Regions from separate parts of the Sus scrofa genome. Here region 2 is linked to region 1. Evidence: chromatin contacts called from public Hi-C data. All regions are on one chromosome and are shown on one strand. Each heading gives the region's core, a stretch centred on a gene start, on an enhancer-like site or on the middle of the called end of the contact. The rest is flanking DNA. Distances are from core to core; before and after follow the strand shown.

What was found. A called contact is a pair of places that touch in the nucleus more often than the background predicts.
Region 2: a contact with region 1 is called in a Hi-C map of skeletal muscle, with 4 times the contacts expected there. The contact joins two enhancer-like sites. A contact is called at or near these places in 11 of 47 Hi-C or Micro-C datasets (alveolar macrophages, embryonic fibroblasts, fetal heart ventricle and 5 more) and 1 of 2 datasets of contacts at active chromatin or transcription factors (skeletal muscle).

The regions. Positions count from the first base shown.
Region 1 is chr14:78,810,369-78,818,127 of Sscrofa11.1, reverse strand. All of the region lies in intron 5 of LRMDA (a long non-coding RNA gene), which reads right to left. Among named protein-coding and RNA genes, the nearest start is that of LRMDA, 860 kb to the right of the region's middle. Within about 2 kb of position 3,662, at least 14 of the 83 cell types and tissues checked have an H3K27ac peak or open chromatin away from gene starts, as enhancers often do. A contact at or near this core is called in fetal skeletal muscle and skeletal muscle, where this site is marked.
Region 2 is chr14:79,039,470-79,047,228 of Sscrofa11.1, reverse strand. All of the region lies in intron 5 of LRMDA (a long non-coding RNA gene), which reads right to left. Among named protein-coding and RNA genes, the nearest start is that of KCNMA1, 1.1 Mb to the left of the region's middle. Within about 2 kb of position 3,323, at least 10 of the 83 cell types and tissues checked have an H3K27ac peak or open chromatin away from gene starts, as enhancers often do. A contact at or near this core is called in fetal skeletal muscle and skeletal muscle, where this site is marked.

The DNA.
Region 1 (7,759 bases), core at 2,413-4,912:
TCCTTAATCCACTGAGCAAGTCCAGGTATTGAACCCGCAACATCATGGTTCCTAGTCAGATTTGTTAACCACTGCGCCATGACGGGAACTCCTAAAACAACACATTTTCCATCAAGTATCTTTCCAATCCCTCCCATCCGAGGGCAAGGAGAGGTGGCAGAAGAGGGAGGGAAAGTAGGAGTTAAGGAGGAAGGAGAAGAGCATAGAAAGCAAAAGAGGCACCGTGTGGAACTAGAACAACTATTTCTTGAATGCACTCTCAGTGCTAATGGTTTTCCAACACATGAGGATGTCCTATTATTACTCTCATCTGAGAGATGAGAAAACTGAAACCCAGAAAGGATAAGGCATATGTCCAAGGTTACATAGTTCTAAAATCCAGAAAGGTATGAGAAACCAAGGCAGCCTGACCCCCAAAGCCCAAGTGGCTTCCCCAGTGGCACTTCCTTTCTGCAGCAGAGGCCCCAGGTCCTTGTGAAACTCCTCTCCCAGCCAGCATTCCACTTTGCCTCATGTCACTGTCAGCTGGACACTTGTCGAGTCTCGTCGGCAGTACTGTTGACTTCAAGAGCACGGGGGCCAAGACCCACATTAATAGTGACTTCCTTGCAGCTCCCAACAAACAACTTCTCCAAGCACTGAGAAAGGATTATCAAATGAGAGGGTATTTACTCATAGCATGGGAAAAATTAAAGGCAGAATATCTATCTTTAATAAACAAATAATCCCCTTTGTCCACAGAAATATGATGGAGCAAAAGTTAACCTTTCGCTGCTAATTATTAATCCTTGCTGAGAATTTAGTTTGTGTCATATGTTCAAACAGAATGTAATTGGAATGTAATATACTATAGCCTCCAAGTAATGAGGGTACACACATGATTGTGTGTGTATCATATTTCTTGAGCATAAATCACATGGAGGCGTTTTAAGCACACTCTTTTTTTTTTTTTTTTTTTTTTTTTTTTTTTTTTAGCCGTGCCTGTGGTATGTGGAAGTTCCTGGGCCAGGGACTGAACCCATCCCACAGCAGCAACCCACGCCACTGCAGTGACTACAACAGATCCTGGACCCACCGCACCGCAAGAGAACTCCTAAAGCACACCCTTTGATTTAACTATTTCAACAACCTTAAAATAGGAGTACCACAATCACTATCATTTTACAGATAAAGCAATCAAGATTTAGAGAGGTTAAATAACTTGTCCAAGAGCTCCCAGCTAATATGCAGGGCATTTAGAATTCCAACCAACATGACTGGATTTCACAACCTAAATTCCAACCATTGTACAATGAACTTGATGCTGCCTGGTGAAGAAAACTTGCCTGAGTTTAGTACATATACTAAGGTAGGTATTTATTTGCAGATGTGATTAAAGTCATATGAATACACAACATGTTTTGTGGTCTTGTGTGCAAATAAAACCATTAACTTATTTATGAATAAATAATTGACTATTCAACATAGACATAGGAGTACTTCAGATCTCTTTGGCCCTTTAGGCTTGACATAACTAATGGTGCCTGTGATCAGACTGTACCAGCTCACAAAAACCAAAGGTTAAATTTTCAGGAATGCTATGTTTATGCTGTTAAACATAGCCATTATTTAAAATTAAATTGCATACACTTGCAATTGGATAAATTATATTAAAAGTAAAGATAATATACACAAAAACTCAGCACTTCCCAATTATTTTATAAAATTTTACTATTATTTATGCTCTTGAAATTATTCATGTCTATTATATCTACATAGCAGAAATACTATACAACAATGTATTACTTCAGATCTCTTCCCAGCTCTTCAGTAATGTTACTTTGGTAACTTACATTGGCCATGATGGGAATAATTACAGTGGAAATTTACAAACGTTACAAATTTTGGGTTAACTATCTTATTGATTTTTTAAACTTAAGAAAATGATGGGGAAATGTTAATTATGCAGATTAAATTTAAAAGTTGTGTTGTGTCTAGCCATTGCATTGTGAATAGCATTGAAAAGTTGAGGAAAATATATTTTTTTGGCCATGCATAGATTATGTGGAAGTTCCTGGGCCAGGGACTGGACCTCAGCCTCAGCAGCAACCCAAGCTGCTGCAGTGACAACATCAGATCCTTAACCCACTGGACTACAGGAGAATTCTTGAGGAAAGAGTCTTTGAACATTCAAAAGACATTATCTGATTCAGTAAAGAAGTTACTCATGCCATTGACAAAAGAGTGAAGTTTTGAAATATTCAGTAAGAAAAGAATATAGTTGATGTTCATATCAGAACTACACTTACTCATCAATTGCAACCTTAGGTTCCAAAATTATAAAAACAAAAAAAATTCAGTGAAAATGAGTTGGTTGAATAGAATTTATAACAAAAAGGATTATACATTTAATTTTATTTGATAACAATATGTTTACTCATAGTTTATATACATAAAAATTACACTAAGCTGATGTATACACATACATGGGTAAATTTTTTTTCCAGAGAGCTGCTTGTTAAACATTTCCAGCACAGCACTACATAAAACCCTTATTAAATGACATCTAAGGTATATTTGGGGCTATGGAGAAAAGAATAGTAAGAAAAAAAACTAATTAAGCATCAAAGATTCTGTCTTCAACTTATTTACAACTTGGACACCCTCTACTTCCCTCTTTCCTATTCCCTAATGCCTTAAGAGACTTAGATCCAAGCTCCATCCAGCTGTATGACCTGGGGTAATCAGCTCCTAAAGCCATACCATCCTTCACTGTTAGATAGTAATGATAATAGTCATGATGATGATATTGTTTAAAAAATTGCTAATGAGTATTTGTACTTATTTTGTAAACATGGGCCACATATTCATCTATACAATTTTTTACAACACTTCTGTGAAGCAGTGCTAAATTCTATTCCTCTTTTACAGATGAGGAAAACTAAGACCCAGAGAAATTAGGTAGGTGCTTGGGTTGCTAGCACATAGCAGAGCTGAGCCACAAATCTAGGCAGTTTGTCTCCAATGGCTACTGCCTTAACCATTATGATGCTTTACCACCTCCCTTCTCATTAAAGGCAAAGATTAAGTGAGGTAAGAGACAAAGATCTTAGCATTGCTCATTAAATATTCATGATGAGTTACTTTAATTTTGTATAGCATCTTACCTCTTCAGTTAGATTTAAGTTTCTTAAGAGATAGGGCTAATGTTTTATGGCTTCTCCTACCCTTCATAGTAGTTACAACAGGGACCTGCACACCACGAGTAATCAAATTATTCATTACACGGATGGGCTCTGCTCCTCACTTGTCATGCAGAAAAGCGCTGCTGAGATCCCTTCTGAGGGTGAAAGTAGTGAAATTGTCAGGCTAGCTATAATCTGAATCCATCCACAGTTTCCCTGCATTATTGTGATGGTCTATCTTTAGTAAATAACTACATATGGCATTCCTCATCTGGGTTTGTAGGGTTGTGTTAGAAATAATATTGTGTCATAGTAGTCCTACAGGGTTGATTTATTTTGGCTTAAAAGAAGGAACTTGGCCTCATGTGTCTCTCTTCCTCTCACAGTTTTTTTTTTTTTTTTTTTTTTTTTTTTTTTTTATTCCCAAGGGCTGCAGGTCAAGTTCTGTCCTTGGAACCAAAGCAGTTTTCCAAAATGAGGTGGAGCCAGCTCTGTCAAGCTGGGCCAGCTCTGCTGTCAGTGCCTTTCCCAAGTACATCAGACCCTCTGCTTGTAAAAATAAATTGATACCAATGCAAGAAATTTATTAGGAGATGACAGCCTGGTTCATAATGGAAATATGGAGAAAACATCATCCTTCAAAAGTGACAGTTTATCCATCATGCCTCAGATTCCTGAGATAGAAGCAGGCACTGTCACATACAATCCGCTGAGGACACATCTTCTTGGATTTCCTTTTGACAGGAAACTCTGAAATAATCCAGAAGAAGGGAAGGACTTGTGCTGCCCTTAATGTGCTCGGCCATAAATTTTGAGTATTAGCAGAAGAAACATGTGGCCAAGGACATGAATGATGGAGGAAATCAGGAGGCCTGGAATTCTCAAACGGCCCCTTCTTTTCTCTCAGGGTGATGAACTGGGACGGGGGTCAGAGAGGGTTAAGGCACTGCTGAGAGGGACATCAATTCCCTGTTATGTGTCAGCAAAGCCAACAGGTGGCAGGGCACCACTGCAGACACAGTGCTGCTTCGGGTCTGGTGACCAGGTCACCTTGCCCCGCTAACTTTCCAACTGCGATTATTTCCCCCTTAGCTACTTATTTATATTGATAAACTTGAGAGAGTTTAGGAGGGCCGTTTTAATTAGGAATAAAGGCAAGGATATTCCTGAGGATCACAAGAGGCCCGATCTTTTCAGGCTTAATGAGGTGACCTACCCAACCCTGTTGGAAATAATTGTGTATTGTATTAAAAGCCACTTTGGAAAATAAAATTGCAGTAGTAAACTGGAATGAAACAAACATGGTATTAAGGGGAAAAAATATTCACTGACAATTTTATGAGGCCTTAAAATATTTATGTTCTACACTTGCATTCTTTGGAGATTTGCTGAGTGTTGCTAGAATGGGGAAACTTTTTTAATGAGATACATGCATATTTTTTAAATTTACAGATCTTTTTTAGCAAAAATAGAAAGTCATAAATGGGAAACGGAAACCTAAACAAGGCGAGTATAGCATTAATGCTCTTATATTATTAATTCGCTCTTTATATTGGAAAAAATAAAAGTATGGTTGAATAATATGCAAGGAATCTTTGTTGTCAGTTTCTATTTGATTAACGTACAGGGACACTAGCATGATTACAAGATCCCAGATAAACTTAGTTTTTTTGCATGTGTTGTGTGGTGTGGATAGGAACAGGATATGTGCACTCTCGGGTTACTTGAGCACAGAGTCAAATACAGGGTTCTGATCCACTGCCCAAAATAAATCCCTAAGAACATCAGCGAAATAAATTACATGTTCTTATTCATAGGTAACAGTGCTTGAAAAAACACAGCGACACTGAGTCCTTCTTTAAATCCTCTCATCCTCTAAAGGAGGCAAATGAACTTCTAATGATTCACATTTGTTTCAACCAATCTTCCTGGTTCCCTGTCTCAAGAAAGACCTAAAACTCTGTTGACTTTACATGTCCAAATTAAATATATCTGTGTTTCCTTTTACTTTCTATATAAGTGCGTGCCAGCATGACTTAACATTCATCCAGAGTTTATTTCCCTATTAGTGGAAAACAAGTCATTTTTCAGTTTAATGAATAGCATCACTGTCTGACTTTTAACCAAAAATGTGACCTTAAACTTGATGGATCTCACCAGAAGGCACATTTTCAAATTATTTTTTCTATTGGAGGTTATGAATATGACTTCCCAAATTATTGTGACAGCTGTGAGGGGAAAGCCTGCATCACAGATAGAGCAGCTTAAAACAAAACTCAGACCTAACAAAATGGTAGTTTCATTTGTGAAACAAGAAAAAGGGAATGGGGGAAAAAGCATGAACCGTATGGGAGGAGAAAAAAAATACCTCCTTTGAGCCTTACGCAGCAGGAGAAAAGACTCATGTAAAGCAGCTAAAATTCCCATACTTTTTTGTTACTACCATTTTTGCTTCCAAATCATTCTAAATTGAGAAGGTGAAGGCTGTGCATTACTGATTCAAAAAACTCCAAGAGGACATCTGATATTTCTTCCTTATTAAGGATGATGGAGTGTAATTGATGTGCCTGGTACCTGGCCAATTCCAACTTTTTGAGAATGTTGTTTAATGTGCAGACATTATTTTTGGACTACTGAATGCCAGAAAATAATGAGCTGGCATTCAGCTTTGGTGAATAAGACCCTGAATTTTCATCTAAAAGCGGTTTTGAGTTATTGCTGTAGATAAGGTGTAACTGTGCAAGGGAATTTTATCCATGTTTCTCCCATGAATCATAAATGAGGGAAAAAATTGCAGTCTAAATTGCACTTAAAAGGAATAAAGTCTTTTCATGCCATACATGATTTATCAAAATGATCTCATTTTAAGGGTACTGTGGTGTATCTTGATTAATCACATTAGGAAGCATGATGAATAGCCTCTTTAATGGTAACACACGATTTATTGGCAACATCCAGGCTTGAACCAGAAGGGTAAGAAGTAAAATATACAATAGATAGCTAATGCAGATAGGGTGTCACTAATGTTCTGATTTGTTTTAAGATAATACAGGGCTCCTAGATTTCAGGAGATGCTGAAGCCACCAGGTGGTGGAGAGCAAACGAGGTCTGCACTGGAACTTGGGTGCAACCAGGAATACACTGCAAAGCTTCCCTAACTTATTGCAACCCAAGGAAAATGGTCCACTCTGCAGGACCATAAAGAGAAGGCGTGCTTAAAATCTGGACAGATTGAGGAAATTCCTAGTAGGAAGAGGTGGACACTGCCTTTTGAGATAGCTCTCCTACCCTTTTCGCCCTATTTCAATATCCTCTTCACATTTTGCTTTAATATCCTAAATGCCTTTTCTTAAAGCCCGCTCCACTCTGCTCCCACTAATTTCCTCTAAGGCTGACAGATCAGAGGCTTTCCTCGAACTGTTCCTTTTAGAGCTGAGGAGCCCTCCTCGTAATCCTGCTGCTTGTCTGCAATTAATCCTTCCAGTTGCCACATTATTAATACCACCACCCACAGACAGAGGAAGCCCCGACCCACTGGACACTGGCTCCCGACTGAAGCTTCAAAGGTGCCAATCACACCCTGGTCAGAAAGGTGCCTGCTGTCAGCATCAGAGGTTTCCATCCTCTCCTCCCCGCTGATCAAACATTCTTGCTCAGAAGATTAATTCAGGGTCTCCGCCCATTTCCTCCCATATCCTCTTTCCCTTTTTGGTTTACCCAACGATCCATCTTTGCTTCGAAAAGGGAAGCCATGGATAATAGAAGCCCTTTCAAAACAAAAGCTGGGCAAAGGCAAATTTAAGTCCCAGCTGTTATCAACTTTTTTTTTTTTTAACTCATTTAAACACCTTAAGGCAGTGAGGATTAGGGCCTGGCCTGAAATGCCATTCTTTGATCAAAGACCCCAAGACTTTACACAAACATAATCACAAGGCAATGGATGCCTCTCCAAAGGCTGAATTGATTTGTTTGACTGCAGTGCCAGAATGGACAGAAAAACTGCACACTTGTTTTCCCAACTCCCAACATATTTATATCACCAGGCCAAGTGACTGAGAAATTACATATTTTCTACATCTTAATTGGAGCCAAGTCATTTGCAGATTCAGACATACCTGTGGGGAGAGGGGCCAGTGAGAAGGGGGTGTGGGCAGTGTAGGTGCTTGCCATAGCCTGTTTTATCCTGGGCGGGGAGCAGAAGGGAAAATTCCAGAAAGGGAGGTGAGAAAGCAGCAGCTCCATTGTCTCTGATGTCGAACAAAAGTGACTTTGCAGAGAGAAACCTGTTTACATTACCCAATGCTACTGGAATCTTCTCCAGTCGCTTAGTAACTGCAGTTACCATTCCCTGTCTATTAAAGTGGGCTTAGTAGGAGAAACTGGCAGGACCTTCCATGAGACTTACTTGCCATCACATCCCTCACCATCCATCAACATCTTTTAGGACAAGATGACAGGACAGACTCACAGTAAAATCTTCCAGAAAGGTTTTGGAGAGGGAGGAATAACAAATTCTCTTATTGAATCATGGCTCAATAGGGTTTACACTTTCCATACACATCTATAAGTAAAAAATTTTGAAGTTGCCTAATAAG
Region 2 (7,759 bases), core at 2,074-4,573, 230 kb before region 1:
ATTGAAGGCAAGGGGCCAGATTTCCCAGAGGTCCACCTTAGTTTTGAAATAGATGATTTAGCATTTCCACATGCTTCCCTGATGAAGATAAGGAGGCCAGGTATAATATTGCCTGATGTAGGAGGCAGATCCAGTGGTCAGAGATTCAAAATTTGATTTGGACCAAGTCAGCTCTTAAAAACCTATAGCCCATATTCCCATAATATAGAGAAAGGGGAGCTCAGCTAGCCCTCAAAAATCCCCAAGGAAAGAATTTTCAGTTGCTTTCCTGCCAACTGTATTTCATACCCAGAGCTGGGAAGTGCTTACTTATAGTTAGCCTATATCCCCCAGCTTTGACATAAGCTCGAGTCTCTTCACTCCATATTCAATAGAACTAAAGATGAACTATCAGAGTAAGTGGTCTGCCATTCACATTTCAGTTGTAAACAAATAATAATCTTGACTCACACAAGGGTAAGAACTTATCTGATGGTGGAGTGTGGGTTGGACCAATAAATTCCTATTTGTAAAATCAAGACATCATCAATTTTATTATCACTATTCATGTTAGTTTTGGCCATCACTGTTGTAGGTGCTGTTATCATAAATGTTTGTAAGTGTAACTGCGTCATGACAAACAGATTTTGATCTGTTGGAGATCACTAGGTCTGTCCAATTAGTGCTACAGAACAAAGGACATGGGGCTCCTTATGGTTTTCCTGTTCTCCAATCTGTATCCGTACAGCAGGGAACTAGCCTCTTCGTGGCCTCTGAAGAGTGAGGACAAGTGTTGGGAAGAGGAGGGTGGGCCCAGCGACAGAGAGGGAAAGTGTATTTGAGAATCTTTCTGGTCCATTCTCGAAGGTTCCCCGTGACACTACAAATAACCCATTAGCATGTTACCTCCACAATACTCCCTTCTCCCTGACTTCTAACACCTGGTGTTTGAAACGGTGCTTAGTGCCAAGGGAGGGTTCAATAAAGATCTGTTGACTCCATACATTCATTAACACCATTAAAATGATCCGAACTCAATGTACACAGAACCACACAGTTATGGATTTCAATTGTTAAACACGCACACTTTAACATCTGATAAGACGACACGCATTGGAAATGTTTTAAAAATAAGTACAGATTAAATATTTGCCTTACTAAAGAAGAAGGCAAAGTAACAGAAGGCAACAGCCTCAATTCCTCAACACTGGTGCTGTTTTTATGCTGAACACTTTTCTCCTACAAAAACAAAGCCATCACGATGTCTGGTTTGGAAAGAGAGCCGCGGACTGAACACTATCATCCTGCCTTAAGAGCTGTAAACATCATACACAGGGAAGGACATTCTCCAGAAAGCACATTCCTTGGTCTTTGTTATGTGTTGGTCCTGAGGAAACTGGGAATGGGGAAGGAATCAACACCCGTGTTTTATGACCTTGAGCAGGGGCTGGAGCGGTAGTCTGAGGTCAGCCTGTGTGATCCTCTATCAGCTCAGCTACGAACATCACATCGGATTTAGCAGAGCCTGCAGAATTACAGGCTCCCAGCCCGGCATCCTCCTGCAGCAGAAGCTACTTAAACACTCAGGCAAAAGGAAAAGAAGGGAGATGTTAAAATGGTTTTAAAGAAATGGGTTGCTTGGGAGCAGTATTTTTTTTTTGTGGAGAGAAGACAAAATCTCCCCTCCATGGGAGGCATATTTTTCCCTGCTTCACAGACCCATCAGGGGAGCCCTGGGTTGGAAATGAAACAGGGCAAGGCTTTCCACCTGCCATGGAAGGGCAGGGAAGACATAGAAAGTGGGACTTCCCTTCCCAATTAGTGGAGCATGATTTCAGGCAAGTGTCTCAGGTAAACTCTGCATCTTGGGTTGGGATGGGATGCTCTAGGCAGGCAATGCTTGCTAAACCCCTGAAGGTCCTGGAGGGCTCCTGCTGTCTTCTCTGTGGACTGGCGGCACACCATCCTTGCTAAGTGCTGCAATGACCACCTTGAAGAGCGAGGCTCAGGGGAGGTTGCCAGTCTCTCAAGTGAGCACACACTTCTGAATTCTCCTCTTCTATTGTATAAAACAAAGGATATTTTCATCTTAGTCTGCTAACCCTGATGTTTTTCAGTGGTGGACATTTGAATTCTGCCATTTTGACCACTAGGATGCTTTGGCTTCAGGCTTATGAATATAACACATAAACACACCTGATAATTTTTCTTTCAAAAAGCACTATTTATTCAGAGCCAACTACATTTAGTCAATTTAATTTCTTATTTTTTTTCTCTGTTTAAAATTGAAGAATGGGTGATTTACAATAGAACTTAAATTCCTTCATTTTTTAAATTCAAAGTTAAAGCCACCTTCTATTTTTAACATTTTCATTTGCATTTGATTCAATTTATTTTCAATAGGATCAATTCTTTTCCATGTAATATCTTCCTTAAGGTTAAATTCCTCGTTCAGCTTTTGGCAAATATCAAATTTTACCAGGCATATCTCTTTAAGATCTCTAAATCTCTTTAAGTCACTTATTTCCACAAGGTTACATTTCCTTGGGTAAAATTATGCAGCTCTAAATTGTGACAGGAAGACCTGAGCCCTCCACTGAAGTTTAGACAACCTATTTTATTGTGTGTAGTTTTAAGTTCACTTCGATTTTATTTTGTTTTCATTATTTCTACAAAGGCTAATTCCTTCCTGTGAATTTGTGCTGTTTTCAATACATCAACAAAATATAAACCTTTGGTCACTTTTTCGTCCATAATAAATTGCATTATGTGCAGGCTTAGCTGCTGTCGGTTTTATTTCAGGTTGATGATTTCTACCAGCAATGTTTATTCTTGATTAAAGTAAATGGTAGTTTTTATTTATTTTTAGCACAAAGAGTAAGCACGCCAAACATAAATACTCTGGATGCCTGAGAGAATCCAAATTGTGGGGTTATGAGACACTGCTTTCTACCAAGCACTGGTCAAAAAAAAAAAACAAAACACAGTATGTGCCACCTAATCAAGGGTTAGAATGCATCTGTCTCCTAAAAGAAAGCTGACACAAATGCCAGGCAACACATCCCTTTGAGAAAAGGACACTTGGCCCCAATGCTCAGCCCCCTCCAGTGAGGCCTGATGGAAGGTTAAACTTTCCACTGAGAGAGAACAGATTACACAGGCTCTTTAGACAAATGCTGGGCCTTGTCAAGTCTCACCCGCTTGTTTATAAGGAAGAAAAAAGCAGGGGAAGGAAACCAGTCAGCAGAGAAAGTATCTTGGCAAAATCTGTACTGAAGGTGAGAGGAATGCAAGGCTGAGAAGCCAGCCTCCCAGCCCCGGGGAGGCTGCACAAGCAGTCACGTGAGTGGGCAGACACGCTGACAAGTGACAAGCCAGAGCCTGTGGAAAATGCACTCCGGGCTCCGAGGGCAGCTGAAATGAGACTTGTCATTTTAGAAGAAGAGAAGGAGATAGGAGAGGGAGGAGAGGAGGGGAAAAAAAAAATGCAGAGCTAGTTTTTCCCTCACATCACCTGTTAGTGGGAAATGTGAAATCGAGGGCAAGTCCGAGAGATAATTGCACCTTTGAGCCCGATCCCTAGTAACCAGCTCCACTGTCCTGCCTTAAGCCCCTGGTCCCCACATTCCAGTCAGAGATGTTATGGCCCTGCCCAGACCTGACCGGACCGTTCAATGTCCTCGCTATATCGAGGAAATATGAGGCTGACAGATTTAAAAGCTCTCTGGCAGCAGATGTTTCGATAATGTGAATCCTGGAAAGGAAACAGTCAACATACTTTTCCTCAGATGTCAATGCTTTTGAAATTATTTTGTATTGGGGGTCGTCTGGGTAGGCAGAGATGGACAGGATGGGGTCCCAGGTCTGAGAGAGGCTCCCTTTTTTGAACATCGTTAATGATTGGTTCTTACCTGGACACATGCTACATTTCAATCAAATAGAAATGCATAGATCTCAGAGATCAAACACAATGCCTGATATTCCATGCTTCAACAACAGCCCCCCTCCAAAAACAAAAACACCCAATGGCCCCAGACTCCAAAACAAATCAACAACCTTCCTTTGTTAAATTTTCTTAGCAATCCAAATTTGGGGTTTTCTTCTCTGGTTACATTTTTTTGTGTGCCAGTTGAGACTGAAGCCAGAAACAATTTTCACCCTGACTTCCTAAACAATAGTTTGCTTACATGTTTCTATGATGCTTTATTATTTTTCTGTACTTCCTATACTCTTAAAGACAGAACAGGGAACTGTTCTTTGAAAGTATTTCTTTACATATACTGAAGAATTCTCCTGAGGTCAGAATCTCAAGATCTTCATTTTCAGTAAAGGAGGGAAAGGACGTTCTCGGTGGCTTTAGCAAAGTGCCAATACCAGACCAGACGCCATACAAATGCAACGCTACCTTTCTAGTCCAAATCCTTATGCAGCCTTTAGGATAGGAGGATGTCAAAGATTAAAAACTTGACTTAGGCTGACTCCTCCTTACTTTTCCATGGGGGAAACTTGAACTTTCAAAGCCAGTTTGGTATGTGTCCCCCTTTCCTCCACCTCCATATTCTAAGTGGGATTTAATGGATTTGAGATGGGCTGGATTCCAAAGCGCACGCACATGCCAAGATGGGAGGCTAATGAATTAAGATTCACAGGGTTCCTTCAGTGCTGCTTAGTGATGGATAGTACATAAGCCAGGCTGTCAGTCAAAATGGACAGTGGTTAAGTGGTTCAGTTTCATGTTGCTTTCTCATTTTTGGCTGAGGAACTCAGGAATCCTTTCTCTGAGAAGAGAGAGAAAAGAAAGAAGTGGGTCACCCTTTTACCACCTCCGTGGTTCCCACCACTCACTCTCTCCACATTCATCTTCTCCACCTTCCCTGTGAGGTTAGGAGCATGGCCACTAGAGGGCAGCATGAATTTAGGAAAAACAGCTGCTTTCTTTAAAAAAAAAAAAAAATTAAATGATGGCAAGGATTCAGGGAGGGCCATTAAAGCCACACGGTGCTTTTGGTCACCAATTATAGGTTCTGTGATGATCGATATGTCATGTTTGCTCAATCTGTGCTGGAGGCTTTCTGGGACTAGGGCTATCACACATCCACCCCACTTTTGGATGCTTCTGGTTTAGATTTTAGGGACCAATTTTCTCTACCATCAATTGCTCTAATTAATCTTCCAGCCTCAGGGGTTGGGGATGTTTGCATATCACCTGTATAAATATAATGAAGCCTGCAAAGATAAACAAAGATAGATTCCCTCATTTCTTAGAAAAAGATAATTTTTATCATGGACGTCCAAAAGGAAATATGCCACCCAATGGCATGGAGTTACTAATCATTTGATAGTGAAAAATGATTATATATTTTTCTATATAATTTTGTATATAGTTTTATGTATAATATATACACCCACGCACACATATATAATTTTTAAAGGGTCAATAAAATACACAAAAAGCATGTATCCTCCATCCATGAAAATCAGAGCTGCTTCCCACCCACGCCATTGTCATCCCTCTAAGAGTGTCCACCCAGATTAATCAGAAAAGAGAGGTAGACGCTACTCAAATAAAATAATAATTTCAGCATCTATCTGATCATCATTTGATTCCCATCATTGGTCTCTGGCACATGGGCCAGTGACTATTTTCATGGCTGGGGCAACAAATGATCACCTTCCTTTAGGAAGAAAGAGGTATTCATGGGTTTCTATGGATTTCAAACATACCATCAATTTTTTTTTTTTTCTTTTTTGGCCACCTTGTGGCATATGGGGTTCTCAGGCCAGGGATCAGATCCGCGCCACAGTTGCAACCTAAACTGCAGCCACAGCAACACCAGATCCTTAACCCCTTGAGCAGGGCTTGGGATGGAACCTCTGTCCCAGTGCTCCCAAGATGCCAATGATCCCACTGTGCCATAGTTGGAACTCTCGTATCATTATTTTTGAAGTGGCAATAGAGGTAAGACCTTCTAGAAAATGGTATTTTAAATTATAATTTTCTAGAATTAAAATAAATGAGCAGATTTCATCAGAGAAGGGAGTAAACAGATACTGAACTATGGGAAAGCAGAGCCCAGGTGTGCCCTCTGTGTCAGCTGAGAGCCCACTCAAGTGGTCTGGGAAGCAAATCTAAAACGGCTCTCACGCTTTCTTCCCTTAGACTTGCCTAATGTAACAGTCATGGGGTTGACTAGCCACTAGGGAAATGCTGGGTTCCAGTTAATTAATTAAATTATCTCATTAACTTGCGGTTAACTAGAAACCTTTTTGAGTTTCCTCTGACACATGAAACACCATGTAAAACCAAATACTATTTCACTATCTTACTAGGTACCTCATGGTTACCACACATGAGTATTTCTTTGAGTCTTTATAATGAGGATGATATAGTTCAGAGGTTTCGAGGGGGTGGGAAGACTTCTCACTGAACATTTCTCAGGGTCTTAAGACCTCTTTTGGTCTCCACGTGCTCCAAGAGGGCAGAGATGATGGCTTTTTTATCCATGCTTCATGAGGCCCCAGGGCTTACAGATACTTAATAGATGGCTTGTTATTGTGGAACACACGAAAGGATCTTAGGACACTTCTTCTGAACCTCAGAGTCTGCCACACATTCCTGGACATGGGCAGGTGGAGGACCTGTCTGGGGCATCTCCAGGACAGCCATGCTCCAGCTTGTCTGTACCCCTGGATCATCTGGGAGGCTTGTTAAAACACAGATTGCTTAACCCCACCCCCAGAGTTTCTGGTTTAGAGAGACATAGTTAGGACCAAGACTTTGCATTTTTCCTGGTTCCCAGGTGACAGGGATGCTGCACATGAGGGGACCAAACTTTAAGAAACATTGCTCTAGGACAACCTAAAAGGGCCCCATGTACCCTTTTTTAAAAAATAAAACCATTGGCATTAGCTTTTCTTCTTGTAGGATCAAAATCACTCAAACTGGAGTTCTTGTCCTAGAAACTCAGCAGAAACAAATCTGACTAGGATCCATGAGGACACAGGTTTGATCCCTGGCTTTGCTCAATGGATTAAGGATCCAGCATTGCCATGAGCTGTGGTGTAGGTTGTAGATGAGGCTTAGATCTGACATTGCTGTGGCTGTGGTGTAGGCCAGTGGCTACAGCTCTGATTTAACCCCTAGCCTGGGAACCTCCATATACCACTAGGGCAGCCCTAAAAAGCAAAGCAAAGCAAAACACACAAACAAACAAAAAAACCACTCAAAGTCAGAGAAAAAAAATCTGGTTGACTAAAGGTCTCAGTGGATTGAGTTTTTAAAAAATGGAGGTTTTACTGTCTTGCTAACAGCAGTCTGAAAACAAACCATACCTAAAATAAATAATAATAAATAATAAAAGGTTACTCTAGCACTTGAATATAAAACAGAAAACCATGAAAGTTTAAATTTAAGTCATGTGAGATTATGTTAACAGAAGAAAAGAGTTTTTTGGATAAGTAGATTGGAACTGAACCTGTAAACCATAATTTATGAAGTATAGGAAAAAAAACTTGCACAAAAAGTTTCCCGGAAAGTCTTTAGCCTCCTTCTAAATGACAGAATCTTATAAGAACAAATCCGAGCAGCAGGAGTCCTCCTGCAGAGTTTGAATGGGAATTTTGGCTTTGCTCTCAAGCAGAAATTTGCTTTTGGGTTTCAGGTCTGTTCCTATTAGAAAGCTCACATCAAAAGGGGGGAAAACATCCACAGTTCTGCCTGGTTCTTCAGGCTAAAATTTCTCAAGAGAGTCATTGAAAATAAAGACAAGTTGCCTTTTTT